3 separate regions of the Mus musculus genome follow, and all the other regions are linked to region 3. Evidence: chromatin contacts called from public promoter capture Hi-C data. All regions are on one chromosome and are shown on one strand. Each heading gives the region's core, a stretch centred on a gene start, on an enhancer-like site or on the middle of the called end of the contact. The rest is flanking DNA. Distances are from core to core; before and after follow the strand shown.

Evidence for each region. Promoter capture Hi-C pulls out the DNA fragments that hold promoters and counts their contacts. Capture Hi-C pulls out chosen DNA fragments and counts their contacts.
Region 1: a contact with region 3 is called in a promoter capture Hi-C map of second pharyngeal arch cranial neural crest. The contact joins the promoter of Bag1 here to the promoter of Ubap2 in region 3. A contact is called at or near these places in 12 of 39 promoter capture datasets (the 3T3-L1 cell line, the C10 cell line, cranial neural crest and 8 more), 5 of 484 Hi-C or Micro-C datasets (CD4 T cells, LSK cells and embryonic stem cells), 7 of 115 datasets of contacts at active chromatin or transcription factors (bone marrow-derived macrophages, effector CD8 T cells, embryonic limb bud and 4 more) and 1 of 9 other capture datasets (embryonic stem cells).
Region 2: a promoter capture Hi-C map of adipose tissue shows a contact between it and region 3. The contact joins the promoter of Fam219a here to the promoter of Ubap2 in region 3. A contact is called at or near these places in 3 of 39 promoter capture datasets (cranial neural crest, maxillary cranial neural crest and second pharyngeal arch cranial neural crest), 6 of 484 Hi-C or Micro-C datasets (CD4 T cells, CD8 T cells, forebrain and 3 more), 2 of 115 datasets of contacts at active chromatin or transcription factors (effector CD8 T cells and memory CD8 T cells) and 3 of 9 other capture datasets (adipose tissue, liver and pancreatic islet).

The regions. Positions count from the first base shown.
Region 1 is chr4:40,946,857-40,949,556 of GRCm38.p6, reverse strand. Bag1 (BCL2-associated athanogene 1) reads left to right here and starts at 1,263. Exons shown (of 7, transcript NM_001171739.1): 1 at 1,263-1,835. The coding sequence starts at 1,763. Chmp5 (charged multivesicular body protein 5) reads right to left here and starts at 1,004. Exons shown (of 8, transcript NM_029814.1): 1 at 881-1,004; 2 at 1-103. The coding sequence starts at 949.
Region 2 is chr4:41,568,168-41,570,867 of GRCm38.p6, reverse strand. It overlaps Fam219a (family with sequence similarity 219, member A), which reads left to right and starts at 1,330. Exons shown (of 6, transcript NM_001159583.2): 1 at 1,330-1,691. The coding sequence starts at 1,632. Dnaic1 (dynein, axonemal, intermediate chain 1) reads right to left here and starts at 1,074. Exons shown (of 20, transcript NM_175138.4): 1 at 850-1,074. The coding sequence starts at 876.
Region 3 is chr4:41,273,809-41,276,508 of GRCm38.p6, reverse strand. Ubap2 (ubiquitin-associated protein 2) reads left to right here and starts at 1,374. Exons shown (of 29, transcript NM_026872.1): 1 at 1,374-1,469.

The DNA.
Region 1 (2,700 bases), core at 14-2,513, 330 kb after region 3:
TAGCAGGACCCTCTCTCATCTTCTTGATTTGATCCTTATATTTCACTAGTTCAGCATCCAGCCGGGAAATCTTTTTGTCAATGGATTCTGCCCTGCTATCCACCTTGGAAGAAAACATCACATGCAGTGGTAATTATTGTAATATGTTTACATGGAAAGGGGCAGAAAGAGAGGGATATGCAAAAGAAAAAAGGAACAATATAGCAAAGGGCAGAAAATAGGGTTTTTCTTAAGGGTGGGGAATTCCAGCCCGAACCATTGGAGGGCTTTCATAAACTCTCTCCCACCTCCTAGATTCTGATATAGCAGCCCTCTCTTGAGGAAAACGATTTGGGATTCTCTCCGCTGGCTGAGATTTCCCAAGTAGGAGAATAGTCAGTTTGGGACTCTGCATGAACGTGCGTGGAATGAACCAATCAACACAGGCTAAGATGAGATCTAAAACCATTTCCGAGATCAGGTTTAATCTGGAAGGGCCAAGATTCAGAATTCTATGCTACTCAGACCCAGGACTAAGGTACAGATATGTTAACCCTGACATGGGTAAGGGGAGAAGAGTGAAAAAGGGTTTTTAAAAGGCCAGGTTAGACAAAGTGGGGTGTAGTGACATAGGGTACGTAGGTTGGAATGTGGGAACCAAAGCGAGGAAGAAGGGGTGGGGCACAGTGGGCATCGGAAAGAGCTAAGTGCAGTAAGGGCGAAAGAATGATGAGATTAGACTGTCTGGTCTCTGGGGTCAGGAATGACCTGGAAAACAGGGATGAAAGGGGTGGGGATGAAGAAGACTCAGGTTTAATGGGCCCGAACCAGGAATGGGGTGGAGTACGAATTCGGGATGGACGGGTCGGAGTGTCAGAGGTATGCAAAGTCAAATGCCCACCGTCCCAATGCAGTCCGTCAAGCTAGGTGGCGGAGCCTTGGGTTTCGCTTTTCCGAAGAATCGGTTCATCTTGGCCGGCTGCGAGGAAACCCAAACACTGGAGGAAAACCAGAAACGGAAGCGTAGTCGCTCTGGTGTCAATTTCCGGCTTCCCCCACCCCATGCGCAGGCGCAGAGTGCTCGCCCGAGTCTCCCGATCCCTTTTCCGTGTTTTCAGCTCCTCCTTCCGGAGAAGGAGCGCGGAGCTCTGGGAGAGGTGGAAAGACTTCTGAAGGAGGGGCTTATGAGGAGGGATAGGGCGGTGCCTTGGCGGAGTGGGTGGGGCTTAGACGCGGCTGGGCGGATAGGGCGGGGCCTGAAGCAGGGTCAGTTCCGAGGGCGTGGCGAGTAGATGGGGCGGAACTGGTGAGTAGTGGGGCGGGGTTGCAAGGCTGCGCGCCCGGTAGCCACCGCTGCGCTGTGAACAAACGCGGCCTGGCGGGTCGCAGCGCCGCGCGGCGACCGCGAGGCGACCGGGAGCCGCTGGGACCCAGGCTGCGCGCCCCTCGGCCTGCCCGGGAGCCGCGCCAGTCGGAGTCCCGGGCCGAGCGGGGCTTGCCTCCCTCTCAGCGTTCCTCTGTGCGCAGTGCAGCCAGCGGGCATGACCGATCCACCAGGGGCGCCGCCGCCGGCGCCTGCAAGCCGCGGGTGAAGAAGAAAGTCCGGCCCCGCTCTTCTCAGAGCGAGAAGGTAGGGAGCAGCAGCAGGGAGTTGACTAGAAGTAAGAAAGTGACCCGTAGCAAGAACGTGACCGGGACCCAGGTAGAGGAGGTGACCAAGATCGAGGAGGCGACCCAAACCGAGGAAGTAACTGTGGCAGAAGAGGTGACCCAGACCGACAACATGGCCAAGACCGAGGAGATGGTCCAGACGGAGGAAATGGAAACACCCAGACTCAGCGTGATCGTCACCCACAGTGAGCGCCAAGGAGGGTTCCGTAGATCGGGTTGGGATATGTGGGTTTGGCCACATGTAGTCTTGGGAGAAAGAAACATGGGTTCTTGGCTATATATATTTGGGGATGTTTTTGCTTAGGGCTGGTGTCAGGACATCTTTCCCTGTGGCCGGTCCCTGGACACTTATTGGATCCTCTATTTGGAAGCAAAGTTGAGTGTGTAACGCTAGTAATCGTGGGTCTTTGTGTCAGGCTTATATTAGGCCTTCTTGTGTGTAGAACTTCCGTGGTTCTGGACATCCACCAGTGTAAAGAGTACGAACTTGGTGCGTGATCCCGCTGTTCCTTATTTACTGAGTAGTGTTTTTGTTGGATGTCATAGAACCGCAGGTTCAATGGGCCGTGAGTCCAAGAGTTACTTTCTGGACATCTGGTTACATCAACACAGAACTAAAAACCTTGGGAAGTACACGAGAAAGCTGAAGCCATGACATTTCCTTAGAATCAGTTAGGAAAGACTAACAACAAACTTTGCTACCTAAACCATGGCTCTATATCCAGCAGTTTTATGAAACTTTGAGATGAATCCCCACCCCCACCCCCCCAAAGGCCTCTTGATGTCTGATCTGTGAGGCACAAATAGGAACTAGGACTCCTTCTGACTCTTGACTGGTTGGGAGCGCAATCTAAAGGTGGATTTGAACTCCACTTACTTAGAAAAGATTGAGTACCTGTTTTAAAACAAAAGAAAAAACCTCTCTGTTGTTGGATTGGTTTCGTTTGTTTGTCTTTGCTAACTAACCATTAACTATGGTGTACATAGGTGTACCCAGTATGAAAGACTTGGAGGAAAACAGTCCCTTGCTGGTGACATCAGGGAAAACAA
Region 2 (2,700 bases), core at 81-2,580, 290 kb before region 3:
GATATCATGGGCACAGATTTGCTCTCCAAACCTCAATATACCTAGGCTTAAGTATAGAAAAGCATTTTGTTTGTTTGTTTGTTTGTTTGTTTGTTTTTAAAGTAGATGCTCTGCTAGACGTTAGGAAATAAAAGCAATTTCTATAGGACAGAAAGAGTCATTCTTTTATATCGCAGAATGCTCCTTGAGAACCTGAGACTAGCTTATCATGTGTGGTGATTTGGGGAGTAATTCAACTCTCCTGTGAGAAGGGATAACATATTGCCAGGTGACAGAAACATAACGTTCACAAGGCTAAGTGAATGAGGGTCTTATAAGAAGGAAACTTGTGTTGGAGGGCAGGGAACATGGTTAGAAAAAGGGTCTTTTTTTCTTCCTCTCTGACTTCTTGCTCCAAATTCCTGCACACGATCTGTTCTATTCCGTGTCTCCTGTGCAGTTCTCATGCCCCCTCTCTGAGTTCCCACATGGCAAATGTCCCCACTTACTTAGCTCTGCAGTGACCATGCTGCAGTGTTGAATAAAAAAATCCACTGGGACAAGAATGAGAGGGGAATGAGGAAGGGACTCAGTGGAGTGTTGGGAGATTAAGGGCGAAGACAAGACAAGATGGGTCTGTGAAGAGATGGAAGTAATAAGAAAAAACCAGATTCGGTTAAAAGTAAAATGACTGTGGGTTCAGGAAAATTTGGGAGAGGAGGGCAGGATTTGTGAGAAAGAACAGGAGAATCAGGTCAGTGGGAACACAAACCAGGAGTCACAAGAAAGAGAGGTTGGAGGTCAACAGGAAATAACTGGCGGTTAAGGTCAGAGGTCTTCAGAAGACAGCAGGCCACAGTAAGACATTACCTGCTTACGAATCTGTTTCGAGGGCATTGCCGCAAGAATAGAAAGCACCTCACACCCTGAAAAACCTACAAAACGCTTCCTCTCCTGGGGAGTAGTTTCTCCTTCTTGACCACACACAGGAAGTGCAGACTCTCTTCCACTTCAATTCCCAGTCACCAGGGTTCTTCGGGGACAGCTGACGTTGTGGGTCCTCGCGCCCTTGTAGAACAGCATCAGCTCCTCCCTGACGCGGTTACCCAGCAACCGACAGGCACCGGGTGCGCAGGCGCACCTAGCGCCCCCTCCGGACACGGGGAGGAGGCGGAACTTGGGCGCGCAGGGATCCTCTGGCCCCGCTAAGCCCCGCCTCCGCAGAGAAAGATAAGTCCGCCCTCCGCGCAAGGAGCTCCCGCAAGTGGGAAGGGCTGGGGCACCCAGACACCGCCTTCTCATGAATAATGCAGGATCCGGGCGGTGTCCCGGACCCGGAAGTGGAGTTGCAGAGTCACCGCAGTGGCTGAGCTGCTGACAGGAGGCGGCGGCGGAGGAGGAGGCGAGGCAAGACCTGCGGCTCCGCGGGGCTACTGCCGCGGTAGCTCTAGGCAACCCCACGGAGCTACGCCGGTCTCAGTCATCCCGCGAGCCTCTCGCCGCCTATCCATCCTTCCATCCGCCTATCCGCCCGACCGGTCCAGGGCGGCCTAGTCTGCATAATCTGCCGGGCTTCTGGGGCCGCCGCCCCGCGCGGTCCCATCGGCGTCCCTGGCCGCGCCCGGCCCCTGGCCCGCTCGCCCGCCGGCACCATGATGGAGGAGATCGACCGGTTCCAGGTGCCCACCGCGCACTCGGAGATGCAGCCGCTGGTGAGGGGGCGGGCGGCGGAGAGGCCAGGGCCGGGAGGGGCGCCGCTGGAGGGGAGGGAAGGAACTAGGCCGTGGGGATTGTGCGAGGGGGCGCCATCTGATAAGGTAGAGGGAGTCCTGAAAACGCTTTGCCGGGGGAGGGAGATTTGCAGAGCGAGAAAACCGTGGGAGATTACCAGCGGTGCGAGCGAAGGACCTGAAAGGGCGGAGGGCACGGTCAGCAGATGCAGAACGCCGTCGGATAGGACCAAGGGAGGCACTCTAGTGCACACCTCTAGTGGAGGGCAATTTAGGAGGATGTCACAGAGCATCTTTGGCAGCAAGCCCGGGGGGTCGGATGAGAAAGGCGTTTAGCTCCCCGAGGCCTGTGATGCTCAGGGCGAGGGAGGAGGCCAGCAGATCAGTCTAAGGAGGAAAGGAAATAGGCCTTTAGAAAAGGAGAGGCCTGCCCGCCGGTCCTTTAGATAAATATAGCAAAGCTGAGCAGGAACCAGGCCTTGATGGGGGCAGAGGTTCATTGCAGAACCTGGGAATTTCCTTCCTCTCGAGAGAGGAGCCCCATTTCGATCTGGGGGCATCGGGAAGGGGAAGAGTTTGCGGTGGCGAGATGGAGACTCAAGGGTGTCCATGGGAAGGTATCTCCAGGATAAGAGGTGGAGCTGTGCTGAAGTGGGCCGTGCCGACCGGTTCGGAATTCGGAAGAGCCCCTATCATCTTAGGCCTACGTGTTTGGAGTCTTTGCTGGGCGGGGATCCTGCCTCCGGTCCGTGGTCCTGGAGTCAGGCAGGAATGATGTCATCGATGCCGGCGCCGAGGGGATGGAAGGGGGAGGGCGATGCCAGTTTATGGAGGCATGGCCTAAAGAAGAAGGTGCCTCCTGGCCATTGCCCTGAGGCTACCTGACTGTCATTGCTGTCAGCATATGGGTAGGAAAGTCAGAGGCCTAGCCAGCTGGCCTAGAGAATAGAGAGGAAAGAATGTAGAGGCCATGTTCATTGCTTAACCCACC
Region 3 (2,700 bases), core at 125-2,624:
CCTTGAAATACCACCATTTGGGAGACCAAGGCAGGATGACTGCTGAGAGTTAGCGGTCACCATGTACTGCACAATAAGGCTAGGTTAGTCTGGGCTGGAGTTAAAGTGTTTTAAACATCTAAAAAAAAATTATTTATTTAATGTATGTGAGTACACTGTGCTGTCTTCAGACACCCCAGAAGAGGTCATTGGATCCCATTACAGATGGTTGTGAGCCACCGTGTGGTTGCGGGGAATTGAACTCAGGACCTCTGGAAGAGAAGTCAGTGCTCTTAACCACTGAGCCATCTCTCCAGCGCAACATCTATCTATTTATTTATTTTTTAAAGATATGCTAGTGATTAATCTTTATTTGAGTCGGCCTGTGGTGTCACGTGCCTTTACTCCCAGCACTCTGTGAGTTTGAGGCCAGTATGGTCTACAAAGCAAGTTCCAAAACAGGGAAGCCCTGTCTCAAAAAATCAAAAAACAACAAAACTCCATTACTTTTGCTTAATCTCCTGAGGTTAACATCTTTACTAAGAGGTGGATCAGGTAACTTCTCAACAAGGAAAACCTGATTTAGGTTTCTTATGCCAGAAAATAACTTTTCCTTTCCTATTTGCAAAACCGGTCCGATACTAGTAGCCTTTTGGGCTAGAACACCTCTAACATCCCGTTGGCGTTCAAGGAATGGTAGTTGTTTCCTGCAGAAGAGAGTTGGGAATGCAGAAAGCAGTCCACATTTGACTACATTGAAGTCTCGTGGCCTTCAGCCGAGGACGTTCTGGGTGTCTGGCTCAGCAGCTGGCGGTTGGCGTTTTCCCGCGCAGAGGGCAGGGCGGAGCGCCAGCCTCGCAACGTGGGAGCTAGACCCACTCTCCGCCAGAACTACACCTCCCAGCAGGAACCACGCTGGTTCGCTTGGCAGGTGGCACCCATTGGTACTAACTCGGAAGCTAGCCATAAGATGCTCGAATAAGTCAGAATCAGGAGTTGTACTTAGGAGCACGCTGAGAAAAGGCGGTCGTAGAGAGTGCCTTTGCCGCGCAGCACTCTGGGAGTTGTAGTTCGCCCTCAAAACGTCTAGAAGCCAGGCTTGCTTTGAGTGGCTGCACCATGTCACGTGACGAAAGAGCCGCACGCATCGAGCATCTTGCAGTGTTTCTGAGGTCATCATAGCGCGACCGCACGCTTTAATAGTGGGTTCTCTATAGGCGGCGGATAGTACGACCCTGAAATTCTGACCACAAGCAATGTCACCATCTCCGCCGCCTCCACATAGTTCCTCTCGCTCAGCTCCCAGAGCTGTGTTAGCCAGCCGGGTAACCCCGTTCAATCTTCAAGTACTGGCTCCACCCTCTCCCGTGACGTAGGGATCACGTGACGGGCAGGGCCGCCTCTGCCGCCGCCGCCGCTTTGTAAGAGGCACATTGGCAGGTAACGAGCGGCGGCGGCGGCGGGTCCCGAGTCCAACGAGAGCAGCAGCGGTAATTGTCACCCGGTCCCCTTCATCCTGCCTCCCAGGGCCCTGAACCTTGCAGTGTATGCTTTCTGGACCTGGGCTAAGGTCTTCTGAACTCCCAGCCCCCTTTGGGATGCCCCAGCGTCTACTCGGGTGGATCGGGCCGAGCTTCCCTCGCTGGCTTCATGTTTCCGTAGTGTGTCCAGGCCTGAGCACTCTCTTTCCTCTCCCGCTCAGGTTGCCCTGTGCTTCCTGCTCCACCCCCCACCCCCCATCCTAGTTGGCCGGCCCCACCCAGCCCCAGGGGGCGCCTTCCCCTCCCCCCCCTTTGGGTTTTTATCCTGGAGGGTGTGGTTTTCTCTCCCACCTCGGTCCCTGCACGTTGGCAGGAGCTCCTCCGCCACGCTGTCGCCCCATCCGGACCACCTTTCAGCTTTCTAGTCTGGCGCCTGTCCTGGGACTGGTCTTAGTGCCCAACTTCTGCGCTCTAGTCTCTCCCCACTTAATCTGAAGGCATAGTTCAATTTTACTACTTTTCATTACTGTGGTCTTTGGTGTTAGTTGAAACTCTGTGAGTTTCCTCTTCATGCCCTATTGAAGTCTGGTGGTGTCATAGTTTATTTATTCTTTAAGGTGAGGTAAGAGTGCTTGTGAACTGTAAAGCGTTGTTAGAAATTCAAACAAATTCTTTAGCCTGGTGCGTTCCAGCTCAGTTTTCCTAGTCAGCTCTCCCACCTTCCCCCCTGCATTTTCAGGTTTAGTTACCCAGGCATAGTCAGCTCTCCCACCTTCCCCCCTGCATTTTCAGGTTTAGTTACCCAGGCATGTCAACTGTCACCACTTAGGATTCGTGTTTTCTCTTTGGGTTGGTCTTGGAAGTCTTCCTGCAGTTTTTTGCTTTAACATAATCTCGTAGTTTACTACCACTAATACGCCTTTCTACTTTATTTCCAAGGTGCATAGTCTGCCTACTCTTTACTTTTCTCCAGCAATTGTGTACAGTAACAATTGGAGCTTTTAGGTGATTCTATGAGGTACCCAGAGATCATTTATTTGAAGAGCATGCCTTTTTTTGGGAGGGCGTTTTTGAGAGAGGGTTGCACTACCTAGCCAAGGCTGGCTTTTAACTTGAGAGCCTCTTGTCTCAGTCTCTCTAGCTCGCTCGCTCGCTCGATAGTTTTTACAGGGTTTCTTCATGTTACAACCTTGGCTGTCCCCCACTTGCTTTGTAGACCAGGCTGGCCTTGCACCCATAG